2 separate regions of the Sus scrofa genome follow, and region 1 is linked to region 2. The links are chromatin contacts, called in public Hi-C maps. All regions are on one chromosome and are shown on one strand. The core of a region is the stretch at or near the end of the contact, and the rest is flanking DNA. Distances in the headings are between cores, read along the strand shown.

Region 1 (7,013 bases), core at 3,615-6,114, 270 kb after region 2:
TTTATTTGTCTTTTCAGTTTCTTCCACAGCTTCACATTTTCTAAATTTTCTACAAGGCATGGCTTTGATCAGATAAAGCTACTTTTCAAAGAAATGACCACATTCAAAGTCTGCTCAGATCCAGCTGTGCAAACAGCAAAGCCAGCCTTACTGTCACGGGACACCCTACTCAAGGTGTTCACAGATTGTTCTCTTGAAGTACATGTGAAAACCTTCATACAAAAGAACCAGAGGAGTTCCCGTTGTGGCACAGTGGAAACAAATCCAACTAGGAACCATGAGGTTGTGGGTGCGATCCCTGGTCTCACCCAGTGGGTTAAGGAGCCAGCGTGGCTGAGAGCTGTGGTGCAGGTCACAAATGTGACTTGGATCCCGAGTTGCTGTGGTGTAGCCTGAGAACCTCCATATGCTCTGGGTGTGGCCCTAAAAAGCAAAAAAAATAAAATAAAATAAAAAAAGGAGGATATGGAAGGGATCTTGAGACTGAAGATGATGCCTCCAAACTGGTCAAACCCTTGACCTGGGCTACATCCCAGGCAGGGGGGGGAAAAAATGGATACAACATAGTCTAGAAATCTCAAAATAAGCCAAGATGCTGTATGATCTACAAAAAGGTGAATTATTTAAAGTTGTCTCCTTGTGGCACAGAGTGTTAAGGAGCTGGCATTACTGCTACAGTGACCTGGTCACTGCTGTGGCTAGATCTCTGGCCTGAGAACTTCCATATACTGTGGGCGCAGCCAAAAAGTTGGTTTAGATACATTGTTGGGCATTAGTCTCCCTAACACAACATCTTTATCCTCCCATTCTCAGAAGTTTTCATTCTGGTAAGAAAAAACACACATTTATACTTAATGACTATTAAAAAAAAAAAAAAAAAAAAACTGAGCCCTCTGAATTAGGTCATCTTTTCAGAAAATAAAGGCTCAACCCCTAGTCTAATTTGAAATGCTAGTCCCATCCGCAAACCTCAGCAAGAGCTGCAGTTAATATTAATTAAGAGCATTAACAGGTTTGTTCTTGAACATCTTTTCTCTCAATCAAGTCCAAGATGCTTCCCAATGGAAACTTGCCAGTTTTCCTGCATTTGAGATAGTAGATCCAGTACAGAATGTGATTTTTTTTTTTTAACTCCTATTTGTCCAACACTTAAAACAGGATTCTCATACCCTTCAGAGGGAGGTTTCAGTCACCCATCACTCAACAAAAGAAGCTACCACTACATATAAGTTTCAGTGGAACCCAATACCTGCCCAGTGTGTGTGTGCACGCACGTGCGTGTGCACTTGTGAACATACGTGCGCACACACCCAGGTTCAGATGTATGTATACAAACACACAAAGACACATAGAAAAGATAATGTTGTTTGACACACTGTAGGACCCCGACTTTTGGCAACCTAAGAGAACTCTCCCTTCTATCTACTCAAACCACATGCTAAAGAAAACGTGAGCCAAAGACCTGGGGGTAGGTCTTCAAATAAGGAATCTGACTGATAAGTCTCAGCCTGCATTGCTCCAGGCAGACTAGGCAGAGTCAATGGGTGACATCTATCATGAGGGTGAACCTTGATCCATAGTAAATGCAAACTTTTACCATAAATTAGAGCTAATTTATGGACTTGATTGTCAATGGACTTGTTAAAAGCTGTTTGACTCCTTCTGGGGAAAATGTAGACAGAATCTGTGATCCCCACCTTCATCATAGACTTGCTGGGCTCCTTTTATGCATCTGGCACTTTGTCAGATCTCTGTCCTTTAAGTCTCTTAGTGGGAAGTGGCACGTGGTAAAGGTGGAAATACTGCTACAGCCCTCTGCACCTAGAACACTGACATATAGCAGGTACTCAGCAAGTATCTACTGGGGGAATCAGAAGACATTTGCTGTACTGCATCCCAACTCTTATGATGACAACAGCGACAGAATGTGCAGAGGAGAGAGACAAACGCTGCCAGGGCAGGTGAGGGGAAACTTCCCAAAAGCAATGAGTAGTCCTTCCCCTAGAGGAGCAGCTTCTTCCTGGGCAGTGGCTGTAGGAAAGCCATGTGGACAGGAATGTGGCCCAATCCAAGCTGGAGCAGATGGCCTGAGCCCCTTGCCAATTCCTACCAAGGTTTTATTTCCTGGGGTTTTGCTGCACTTCATCATCTCCTTCAAACCTTCAACTATAAAAGGGTACATACAGAGGGGTGGGTGTACTTCTCTACTAGAAAATTAGTGAAAAGCAAACAGCAGGTAACAAATAACTGTAGAATGTCTTCTTCTTTTTTTTTTTTTTTGTCTTTTGTCTTTTGTCTTTTTGCCATTTCTTGTGCCGCTCCCGCGGCATATGGAGTTTCCCAGGCTAGGGGTCGAATCGGAGCTGTAGCTGCCGGCCTCTGCCAGAGCCACAGCAACTCGGGGGATCGGAGCCGCGTCTGCGACCTACAGCACAGCTCGCGGCAATGCTGGATCCTTAACCCACTGAGCGAGGCCAGGGATCAAACCCGCAACCTCATGGTTCCTAGTCGGATTGTTAACCACTGCGCCACGACGGGAACTCCTGGAATGTTTTCTTATTGACCAGGCAGTGAGCCCCTGAGACTCTTAGACCGTCTGTAAGAGAAAAATAATCTGAGAACACCCTCCGAGTCCACTAAAAACAGGCCACTTTCAAAACAAACCATTGTCGATTATTTCTCCTCTACTTCTCTCCTTGATAAAGTTTGTTGATTCATGCAAAAACTACCTGATTCCTAACAGAACAAGAAAAAAATTAAACATCATATGCACTTCTTACTCCGGGAAGAAACACTGAGGGGGAAATGAAGGCATTTGAAAGAGAATGGAAACTAAAATTTGGAACAAAGGAACGTTAAAAACAAAAACAAAAAAATAAGGGAAAACACCAAGCGGAAAGTTTTCAAAACCTCTAAGAAAAGCGCAGAAATAAACTATTCGCCAACACATTCTCTTTAAAAATGGAAAGCGCCGCTAATCCAGTCCTGGGATGGATGCTATGCCAGAAAGAAGGAAGTTCCTTAGTCAGGTGGAGAATGTGGGAAAATGGGTTCAATCTTATGCCAGCAGTTTCCAGCCCCCTCCCCATGCCTCCATCTCCCTCCCTGGAAGCCCCACCAGACCACAAAACCCAAGGGTGGAGCACCAGCCCACCCTCGCACACGGCTCTCCCCACCCCCCACCTCAACTGCATTCCAAACACAGAATAAAATGCATGTGAATGCGGTATTAAAATTAAAATAGACCCAATTGTAGTAACAATACCCACGAGAGAAAATTCCAGGGGCAATCTGGAACACAGAGTTCCACCTTCAGAGACATGGGGGAGGGAGGGGTCTTGAAAATCAAAAGATTGCTTTTACAACCTGCTTGAGATAATCAATAAAACTCTGCGTTTGGGCTACTTCTTAATCACTGGCTTTTCGACTTTCCGTTTTCTAGCGCCGTCCTCCACCCACCTCTTCCAACTAATCTGTGCTTCTGCGATGAAGGTCGCTGGATAATTCGCCGGTAATGGGCCATAACCACCTAGAACTTCGAGGACAGGGAAGCGCCCAGTCTTCAAAATCAAGTTTTCACAAAGGAGTTGCTAATTGTGAGTATCTACATCCCAGAAGGGCTATGTACCTTGCAGGGCCCCACAGCTACCTCGCGCCTTTTAATGCCAATTCATCAGGAACTGGTGTGAGCGAGGGGTGGGAAGAGATGTGAGAAGGGCCGCGCTGAAAGATAAGAGCGGGCGGTCTTGGAGCTCCAAGTGCACCACGCAAGCCGTGGGAGTCATTCTCAACAAGACACATCCAGGGAAGCTGGATTTAACATGATCCAGTCTCCCAAGGGCCAAGCCCGGGCTTGGGGAGGAGGGGGAGTTAGTGGTGAGAGTTTACCTTAGAAGGCTGCAGCGAACAGACAGGCCTTTCAAAGCCACCTAGGGCTCTGCCCCGAGGCCCGAAGCGGCGCGTGGCTGCGAGCCCCGCAGCGCCACAGGTTCCCCAGCGCGCGGCCGTGCCCGACTCCCACAGGTGGGCGGCGCTCGGCCCATGGGGGCTTTGCCGAGAGAAGGGGGCGCTGCAGGTCCCCAGAGACGCGGAGGAGGGGGCGGGAGACGGCCAAGGGGCGGGGATGGCTTGGCCTTAAGGAAGCAGGGCGAGAAGGAAGCTCGGGGTTTTCAGCTGTCTGGATCTCGCTCACTCAGCAGGGTAGTCACCGGCTTTTCCCCACGGCAAGAGGAGCTCAGGCGGAGAGAGTGGCCCCGTGCACTTCCACCCTCTGCCAGGCAGCCTCGGCCTCCTCCCCGGGCGCGGTTAAGCCGCACAGCCGCGGGCACCCGGCTGCATGCGCCCCGGCACGTAGGAGCTTGCACGACCACACTCGGGCGGGGGAAGGGCGCCCGGGGACCGAAGAGACCCAGCCGCTCGCTAGCCCTTCGCCTCCCGGCCTCACCCGATCCCGCGTCGGCTCACCCCGCCCCTCACCCCCGCACCCCCTTACCCGTGTTGGCCTTGATGTTCTCCCGCAGGAAGTGGCCGCTGGAGAGATGCTGGAGGCCAAAGTTCTGGGCGATCCTCTGGCACACGGTGCCCTTGCCCGAGCCGGGCGGCCCAAGGATGACCGCGCGCAGGAGTTTGGAAGCCATTGCCTTGGTGAGGAAGGGGAGGCCGAACGAGCAACCCAGACCGCGGCCTCGGACACAACCCGGGAACTTTGTTGCTTCTGCCCCTGCTTCTGACACCCTGGGCTCCCGCGGGGACTCGCCGCCGCCCCTGCAGGGGAAGGAGAGACTTTTGAGACAACCCCTCCCCTCAGCCGCGCGTCGGGGCGGCTCGAAGGCGGAGTAAGCGCCACGCTACAGCTCCCCGCCCTCCCCGCCCTCCTCGCCCCTAGGCTGCGACTCCGAAGAACTCCCAAGCGCCTGCCCCTAGCGGGGGCAGCCCTGAAAAACTCGGGGGTCAGCCCGGCCCCTCCCATCTCTATCCCTTACTAGATCTCGCGCCCCACGCCCCGTCCGGGGAGGGGGCCGGCCGGCCGGGCATCCCCAACGCCAGTCTCTACCGAGTGCAGGAGCCGGGAGAGGCAGTGACCCCAAGCAGGACCCCCGTCGCCCCACGCCCGGGGCAACCTAGGGGCCCAGCCCCAACCCGGGTCCCCGCACGTGGGCAGCGTTTGGTCCGCGCCTCGGCCCCTCCTCGGCCGCCGTTGCATCCCGGGAGAAGCAGCGGGCCAGCCCAGCGCCCACCTCCGCCGAGGGGAGACGGATGCGCTTCCCGCCGCGAGGAGCCGGAGACCGGCGCCTCTCCACCCCGAGTGGCCAAATAAACACACACCTCGGCCGGGACGCGGCACTCCGCTAGGCTTCCAGCCCGGATCCCGCTGGGCGGCGCCGCCTCCGCCCGCCCCCACTCGGAGCCCCGGCCGGGCGCGCGGGACTCGCGCCTTACGTAAGCCGGGAGACTGGCTCCGCGCTTAGCCGCCCGCCCGCGCCCGCTCCCGCTCCTTGCACGGCCTCCCCGGCTCACGTGCTCCCCGAGACCCCTGTAGGGCCCGCGGGAGCGAAGGGAGGTGCAGAAGACACAGGGGACAGAAACCCCTCTTTTGCAATCGTTTAAGGGACCCGGTCCACTGTGGAGAGGAAGGAAAAATACAACTTGTTGAGCGCCTACTGTGCGTCAAGTTTGGAGCTAGGTGATTTCTTATGCATCTCCCGTTCCAGGTGGGAACACACAGCGGAGGAAGGGAGGCTTGGAGTGTAGCCATGCATTCCTTGATTCATTCGTTCAACAAATATTTATTGAGCGCCTACTATGTTTTAGTCTCTCCGCATATAGCTGTGAACCAAAAAAGATTGAATCCCGCCCAAGTGGAAGTTACATTCCCGCAGGAGTTTTGAATTCTCAACTGCCAGACTCCAAAGCCCAGAAGGGAAAGAGGAGCATGATCACTGACCTATGCTCAGGGTCTTAGAGTCTTCGGTTCCAGGACTTCCGAAGCCACGATGTTGGCACTGTACTTACAACTCACGAAGTCCCAGTGGGTGCCATCTCCTCCCTCGCTTGGCCGGCATATCCCAGCCCATATTCTCTTAAATCTGTTCCCACCCCACACACAGCCATCATTTCCCAGTCGGACTTGGTGTGATAACGGCCAGCCCACAAGTCTCTGGCTTCCGCTAGGCCATCCGTGATGCAGCTGCCAGAGATACTGCTTAAGTGCAAATCAATTTCTATTTCTTCGCCTCAGATATTATTATCCCTTTAGCATAAAGCAAAAAATCGTCAGCAGGGCACACGGGTGCCTCCCATACACCTTTGCATCCGTTTGCTCAGCTCCTTTGCCCTCCTTCCGCTGGCCTCCTGGATCCTGCCTCCCGCCTTTGGGGAAACCACTGCGGGGTGCTTAGTGCCTCCAGCCCTGGCTCTCAGATTTGGAGGGACGGTGTGGGGAAGAGCATTCTCTGGATTCCTGGCTACTCTGTGTTAAGGGGCTAGGGGCTGAGGGTGCCTAGTATGATGCCCCAGAGCCTAGCCATTCCCCTCCATTGCCTCCTCCACACACTCATGGCCAGAGGGTCTCTGGCCACCTGAGAGCACACCCAGCACCACTCCCTCCCCCCAGTTTTAGACCAGTTCCATAGGCTCATATCCCTGTCTAAAATATCTGAGTGTGGGAGTTCCCATTGTGGCACAGTGGAAATGAATCTGACTAGTAATCATGAGATTGTGGGTTCAATCCCTGATCAAGCTCAGTGGGTTAAGGATCTGGCATCGCCATGAGCTCTGGTGTAGGTCGAAGACTCGGCTTGGATCTGGTATTGCCGTGGCTGTGGTGTAGACTGACAGCTGGAGCTCTGATTCGACCCCTAGTCTAGGAACCTCCATATGCCAGGGGTGCGGCCCTAAAAAGCAAAAATAAATAAATAAATAAAAATAAAATAAGTGTACTGTAGACCTCAGGAGGTTGTTACACTGAGCCCCTCCAGTCCTTGTCCTGGGAACAAAGAGGGGAAAGAGCTTCT
Region 2 (6,330 bases), core at 2,907-5,406:
TTTTTTTTTTTTTTTTTTTTTTTACTGTTAGGGCCACATCTGCAGCATACGGAAGTTCCCAGGCTAGGGGGCCAATCGAAGCTGCAGCTGGCGGCCTATACCACAGCCCCAGCAATACTGTGGGATCCAAGGTGCGTCTGTGACCTACACCACATCTCACGGCAACTGAGCGAGGCCAGGGATTGAACCTGCGTCCTCACGGATACTAGTCAGGTTCGTTATCACTAAGTCATGACAGGAACTCCTCTGCTCACTTTCACAACGCTCTTTGCTAAAGGTAGCAATCAAAAGCACAATACAATCTATTATCCAAATATCCTTCTGAAAAAAAAAATCCTTAATATTCAAAATTGATGAATTTTGATTGCTTCCTTTCACTTTAAGAGGCCATTTGGGGAGACTTCCTTTTTTTTTTTGGTGGTACTTATGGCATGTGGAAATTCCCGGGCCAGGGATCAAACCCATGCCACAGCAGTGACCCAAGTCGCTGCAATAACAACACTGGATCTTTGACTTCCTGTGCCACAAGAGAACTCCCTGGGGAGACTTTTATAGGACAACACCAGGGTGATTTTAAAAACATCTGGAAATATACAGACATCAGGGGAAAAGCAAGATTGTTATATTTTATATCTGTTTTCCATTTAGTACATGACATTTTCAGGGGAAAAATGTACAAAAGTAACTTTTCCCATAATATGTCACTACAGATGATCTCGTCCTCATTGGCTTTGTCACCTCCCTGTGCCTGACAACCTGTGCTGGTACCTCTTCTGGGAGACCATTCAAAGCTAGCAACCCTGGACCTCTTCCCTCTGTTTAAGGTCCCCAATCTCTCCAGGTCCACGATCGAATCTCCAGTTGAGCTATCTACCCCCTTTTTCTTTTCCAGGACTTGCATCCTTTGCCGTCCCTTAAACTTGTAGCTAGCCAGGAATCCAACTTCATCTCTTCTGTCACTCCACACTCTTTCTGGAACACCGCATTAAAACCAAAGCTCCCCAGTACCACGAGCGCCCAGCGACACTGATGCTGCAGCCCAGAGTAGGTCCTAAGAACTAGGGCTCTCCCTCCAACTCCAATCTGGACTTCTCTGTCTGGGTAGCCAACCAGGACCTCAACTTCAACATGTGCAACACTGAAACCTTCCCACCTTCTTCTCCCCACACATGCCTTTTCCTTGAAGGTTCTATCTTGAAAGACCAACATCAACCCTATACTCTATTTCCTAGAAAATCAGTAAGTCAAGGGCACTCAACCTCCGAGCCTCACTCAAACCCACTGCTAAACACTGAGTGATTGCGTCCCCTCCCCAACCCCACAAATTCATATATTAAATCCCAAGGCCCAGTGAGATGGTATCAGGAGGTGATGAGGTCAAGAGTGGGATTAGAACCCTTATAAGAGACTCTATAGAGTTTCCTTGCCCCTTCTGCCATGTGAGGACACAGCTAGTTCCTGTCTAGATAGTAGGAAGCCAGCCTTCACCAGACCACAAAGCTGCTGGTCCCATGATCTTGGAGATCCCAGCTTCTAGAACTAAGAAATACATGGGTGTTGGTTAAGGCACCCGGCTTATGGTATTTTTGTCATAGCAGCCCTAAAGCACTGAGACAACCACCTCTTCTTCTCTTAGACGCCCAGCTGCTGCCCCCGAGTAGACCTCTATCACCTCGTGCCTGCCTTCATCTCATGACTCTTCCAATCCACCCTCCACACGGCAGTGATCTCTCAAGTACATCAAGCTGGTGTCAACCCGCCACAGTTGCTTTCACAGCCCACGAGCTATTCTAGCACTCGAGGTGCACCTCGGCCCCATGTCACATGGGTTCTCCACTTAGAATAAACTCTGCCTTCCCTCCATCCTTTACCAGTTGAAGCCTCATTGGTCCTTTGAGATTCAGACCAAGGATGGCCTCTTTTGTGAAAGTGGTCCTCTTCCTCCCCGGAGCAGGGTTCAGGAATCCCATCTGTATTAGTTTCCTAGGGCTGCTATTAATAATGAACCACAAACTGGGTGGCTTTGAAGAACAGAAATTTATTCTCTTACAGTAATAGAGGCTTGATATCTGAAACCAAGGCGTTAGCAGGGCCATGCCCCCTCTGAAGACTCTAAGGGAAGTCTCCTTCCTTGCCTTATCCTAACTTCTGGTAGCTGTCTGCCTTCTTTGGTCCTCCCTGGCTTGTAGATGCATCATTCCAGTTTCTGCCTCTGTCTTCATATGGTGTTCTCCCCATATGTCTCCATGTTTAATTTTCCCTTTTCTTATAAGGATACTAGTCATTGAGTTAGAGCCCATCTAACCCAATGTCATCCTAAATTAATTACATTTGTAAAGACCCTATTTCCAAATAAGGTCAAGTTCACAGATCCAAGGCAATTAGAACTTGAACACATTTATGTAGGAGCATCGATCCACAGCTATTTGTGTTCTCATTGTACCCTAGCACACCTTAGCCATTTAAACAGGAGCACAATTACTTCCAGCTCTGTCACCCAACAATAATTTCTCATTTAACTCTTTATCCCAAGCCTCAGGCATAAAGGCATACAGTAGTCCTTCTTTAAAAGATGAACTGAATTACCTGCAAATGCTTCCTTTTCGCAGTCCTTTTTCATTTCATAGCCTATCTTCCTTTGTACCACATCACAATTTCTAACACATTCATAATAAGTAGTATTATTTGATAGTTTCCACGCATGACTAAACACAGTGTAGTCCTGATACTTGTCACTTGTCATCTGTTTTCTGCACTGGCTTACTCTTTTTTTTTTTTCTTTTTTTTTTGGGGGGGGGCTTTTCAGGGCACATGCCATACTAGTGGCATATGGAAGTTCCCAAGCTAGGGGCTGAATCAGAGCTACAGCTGCCAGCCTACGCCGCAGCCACAGCAATGAGGGATCCTTAACCCACTGAGCCAGGCCAGGGATGGAGCCCACATCCTCATGGATACTAGTTGAATTCATCTCCGCTGAGCCACAATGGAAACTCCCTGCACTAGCTTCAAATGGTTATATTACACAGAGGACAGTGTCCAAGTAAATTATGTTTACTAATTAATGCCACATGTAAAAGTCAGCCAGAAAATGCGTCTGCTGCTAACAGTTTACACACACAGATAAATTTCATCATAAACTCATGCCTGGGTACAAATACACCCGGACGAATGTTTAGGCACATGCCGATTAACTGGAGAGGGAAGATCTTTGGGTATAAATTTCAAGGCTAGAACGCCAACGTAGAAACAAGTTATGCTACTCTATTCAAAAGATCAGAAATCAAAAGGCGTCTTACCAAACCAAAAGGATGACTTCCGACCTCTCCCAGTCACATCCCCAGTCCCTCTGAAGGCACGTAGATGAGGGAACTGGTGTTTTTGGTACCCTCTTTTTTAAAATCAAATGCCCCATCCAAAAGCAAGTACAGCGCAAACACTATCTTCTTGTCTGTCCATAAATGAATAAACACTGATAAAAGGGGCGATCAACGTGCACCCATTCTCCACAGTTACGAGAAACAGCATTTCAGGGTGCTTTCTGCTGACACCCGCTTGAAGCCAACTCTGCCCAACTGGAAAAATCATTAGGAACAACATATTTCAGTGTCCCAATTCCGGGAACACTGGAGACAATGGCTCCTCTGGAAGAAATGGGAAACTCAGCGAAGTTGCAGGAAAAGGGAAGAGAGGCGTTAGGATGGACATGTCAGGAAGTGAAAACCTAGTTTAAAACTCGGCATAGGAGCGGGTGGGACGACGCTCCAAGGAACTGGGACGGAGCAGGGAGGTGATGCCTCCACGGCTAGCCAGGATCTCCCAGCGAGGGCTCCGCGTGGAGCGTCCCGGAGACGCGGGAGAAAGCACTCAGACTAGCAGTCTTGCAGAAAAAAGGGTGAGGTTGCCCGAAACACGCCTCCACCCGCACCCCAAGGGGCCAAGGGAGCAGGAGAGCTCCTTCCCACCCAGAGAGGCGAGCAGGGTGACGGGTCTGGGGGAAGCCGTTCCCCGCCCACGCGCTGAAGGCGCAGCTCCAGGCTTAGCCCGGAGCCGAGGCACAACCCCACCAAAGGACCAGCGAGCCGGGGACCTCCGGTGTACCTTTAACGCCAGCCATGTCTCCCGAGTTGGGGCCGCGGCTGCTTCCGGTTTCCTGCCGCGGCCGTGGCCCCCGCCCAGACCCGGCCCAGGGCCGTACCTTGGGTCCCAAGCCCGCCCCGCCACGCATAGCTCCACCCCTGCTGATCCTCCCTCGGCCCAACCACTCAGAGCCCCGCCCTTGATGGGCTCCACCCCCAGCCACTCAGAGGCCCTTCACTGCTGGTCCCGATCTCCTCCCGCCCGCCACTCAGGGCCTGCCCCTGCTGGTCCCTATCTCCTCCGGCCGCACTATTCAGAGCCCCGCCCTTAATGGTCTCCACCCCTCCGCCTCGCAAAGCCCCGCCCCCGCTGGACCTCGCTCCGTCCAATCAGAGCCCCACCCCTGCAGGTCCGGCTCTCCTCCCGCCCAGTCACTCAGAGCCCCGCCCCTGACAGTCCAGCTCTCCAACCTAGCCGCACAGAATCCGCCCCTGCTGGTACCTATCTCCTCCAGCCGTGCCACCCAGAGCCCCGTCCTGCTCTCTTAGGGTTACCCCGACCTTGATCCCCGAGCTCTCCCTCTAGGTCCTGAGCTTCTGCATAATTCCCGCCCTGGTTCATCCTTTTCAGAAGGAGGCTCAGAAAGGATAGGACTTGCCTGCTTCACACAACTCTTTGCAGGAGGTTGGATTATGGGCCACTTACCCCTCTTTCTAGCTGAGAACCCCTCCATTTTACGGTGCTGCTCCTCTTCGATTACTTTTTCTTAATTTTACACAGGATTGAAAGATCGAGGGGTTCGTGGAGAATCCGGCTCCCCTTGCTACATAAGTACAAATTTTCACCACCACCACCTTTCAGGCTCACTACTCTGCTTCCTTTCTCAAAACTGTACATTGAGCACATTATTGTCAACTTCTCTTTCCCTATGTTGAGTTAAAGCATTCAGGGAAAACTCTCCACGGCCCCAAACTGGAAGCCTGGATTTCTAGCTACCTTACTGAAACACAAAGCTGCCCTCAGGAGGAAGCCTCTTTCCCCTGATTGGTGAGAATTTCCTATGGGGTCAAATCTCCTGTTTCCCTTTTCATCCCCAAGCACCCAGCCGTGTCTAGGAAAACTATGTAAGGGTTTCTTGGGACCTTCCACGTCAGCCTGAGGCTAGTCTCAAGAAGGAGAAATGATTTTGAAGAAAAATGACCTTACTTCAGAGGCACAGCTTGGTCTGAATGCCTCAGGCTTAGAAGAAACTGAAAGATGGTGAGATGCAAAAAGATAAGGTGTTTGCTCCAGGGTAATGACGAGAATCAGAAAAATGCAGAGACAGTATTTGTCTCCAACTTTCCTTTTCAGTTTATGAAGCTCTTTAGAGAGAAAACCATCTTGCCAGAGGTTTTAGCCATCTCCTGAGAAAATCTGTTTTCCTCTCGCCAGATGATGTTCACTGAAAAATTGTTCTTCCACTTACCCATTTTATGTTTCCCCGAGAATGAGTCACCAAAAACAGAAAGTAAAGCCTTAGAAGCTGAGTCCTATCCCTTAACTTGCTGTTAGTACGTTACTTGGAAGAATAAGATCCATGTCCTCTGTCACACTGCCTAGGACTACAGAGGACTTTATGGGTAATTTTTTATTTATTTATTTAATTTAATTTTTTTAATTTTTAGGGCTGCACCCGTGGCATATGTAAGTTCCCAGGCTAGGGGTCTGATCAGAGCTACAGCTGACGGCCTATACCACAGCCACAGCAATGCAGGATCCGAGCCGCCTCTGCGACCTATACCACAGCTCACGGCAACGCTAGATCCTAACCCACTGAGCGAGGCCAGGGATCAAACCTGCGTCCTCATGGATACTAGTTGGATTCGTTTCCTCTACGCCACAACGGGAACTCCTGGATCAATTTTTATATTCCCTCCTTCCATCCAATTCTCTCACACTAGGAACCAGGTTTTACTATCTCCACTTTACAGATGGGAAAACTACAGCTCAAATAGTATCTCATCGGTAGGGAAGCTGAGCTCAAGCCTCCACATGTTAAATCTGAAGTCAGACAGGCCAGCACTTGAACGGTTCCCCATAGTAGATCTTAGGCACCAAGAAGCCAGGAACTGCCATAGTGATTAGAAATAATAGTCCTTAATGTTTAACAGGACAGTCAAATCCATTCAATCATTTATTTTCCCTTACATATCTATCAGTGTTTTGCATGCAGTATGTACAAAATGCTGGTCAAATTCACAAATACAGTTC

The links. A called contact is a pair of places that touch in the nucleus more often than the background predicts.
Region 1: a contact with region 2 is called in a Hi-C map of skeletal muscle, with 3 times the contacts expected there. The contact joins the promoter of AK4 here to the promoter of LEPROT in region 2. A contact is called at or near these places in 4 of 47 Hi-C or Micro-C datasets (heart right ventricle, liver and skeletal muscle).

What each region holds. Positions count from the first base shown.
Region 1 is chr6:147,252,389-147,259,401 of Sscrofa11.1, forward strand. AK4 (adenylate kinase 4) reads right to left here and starts at 4,865. Exons shown (of 5, transcript NM_001044597.1): 1 at 4,493-4,865. The coding sequence starts at 4,637.
Region 2 is chr6:146,983,105-146,989,434 of Sscrofa11.1, forward strand. LEPROT (leptin receptor overlapping transcript) reads right to left here and starts at 4,157. Exons shown (of 4, transcript NM_001145388.1): 1 at 4,099-4,157. The coding sequence starts at 4,114.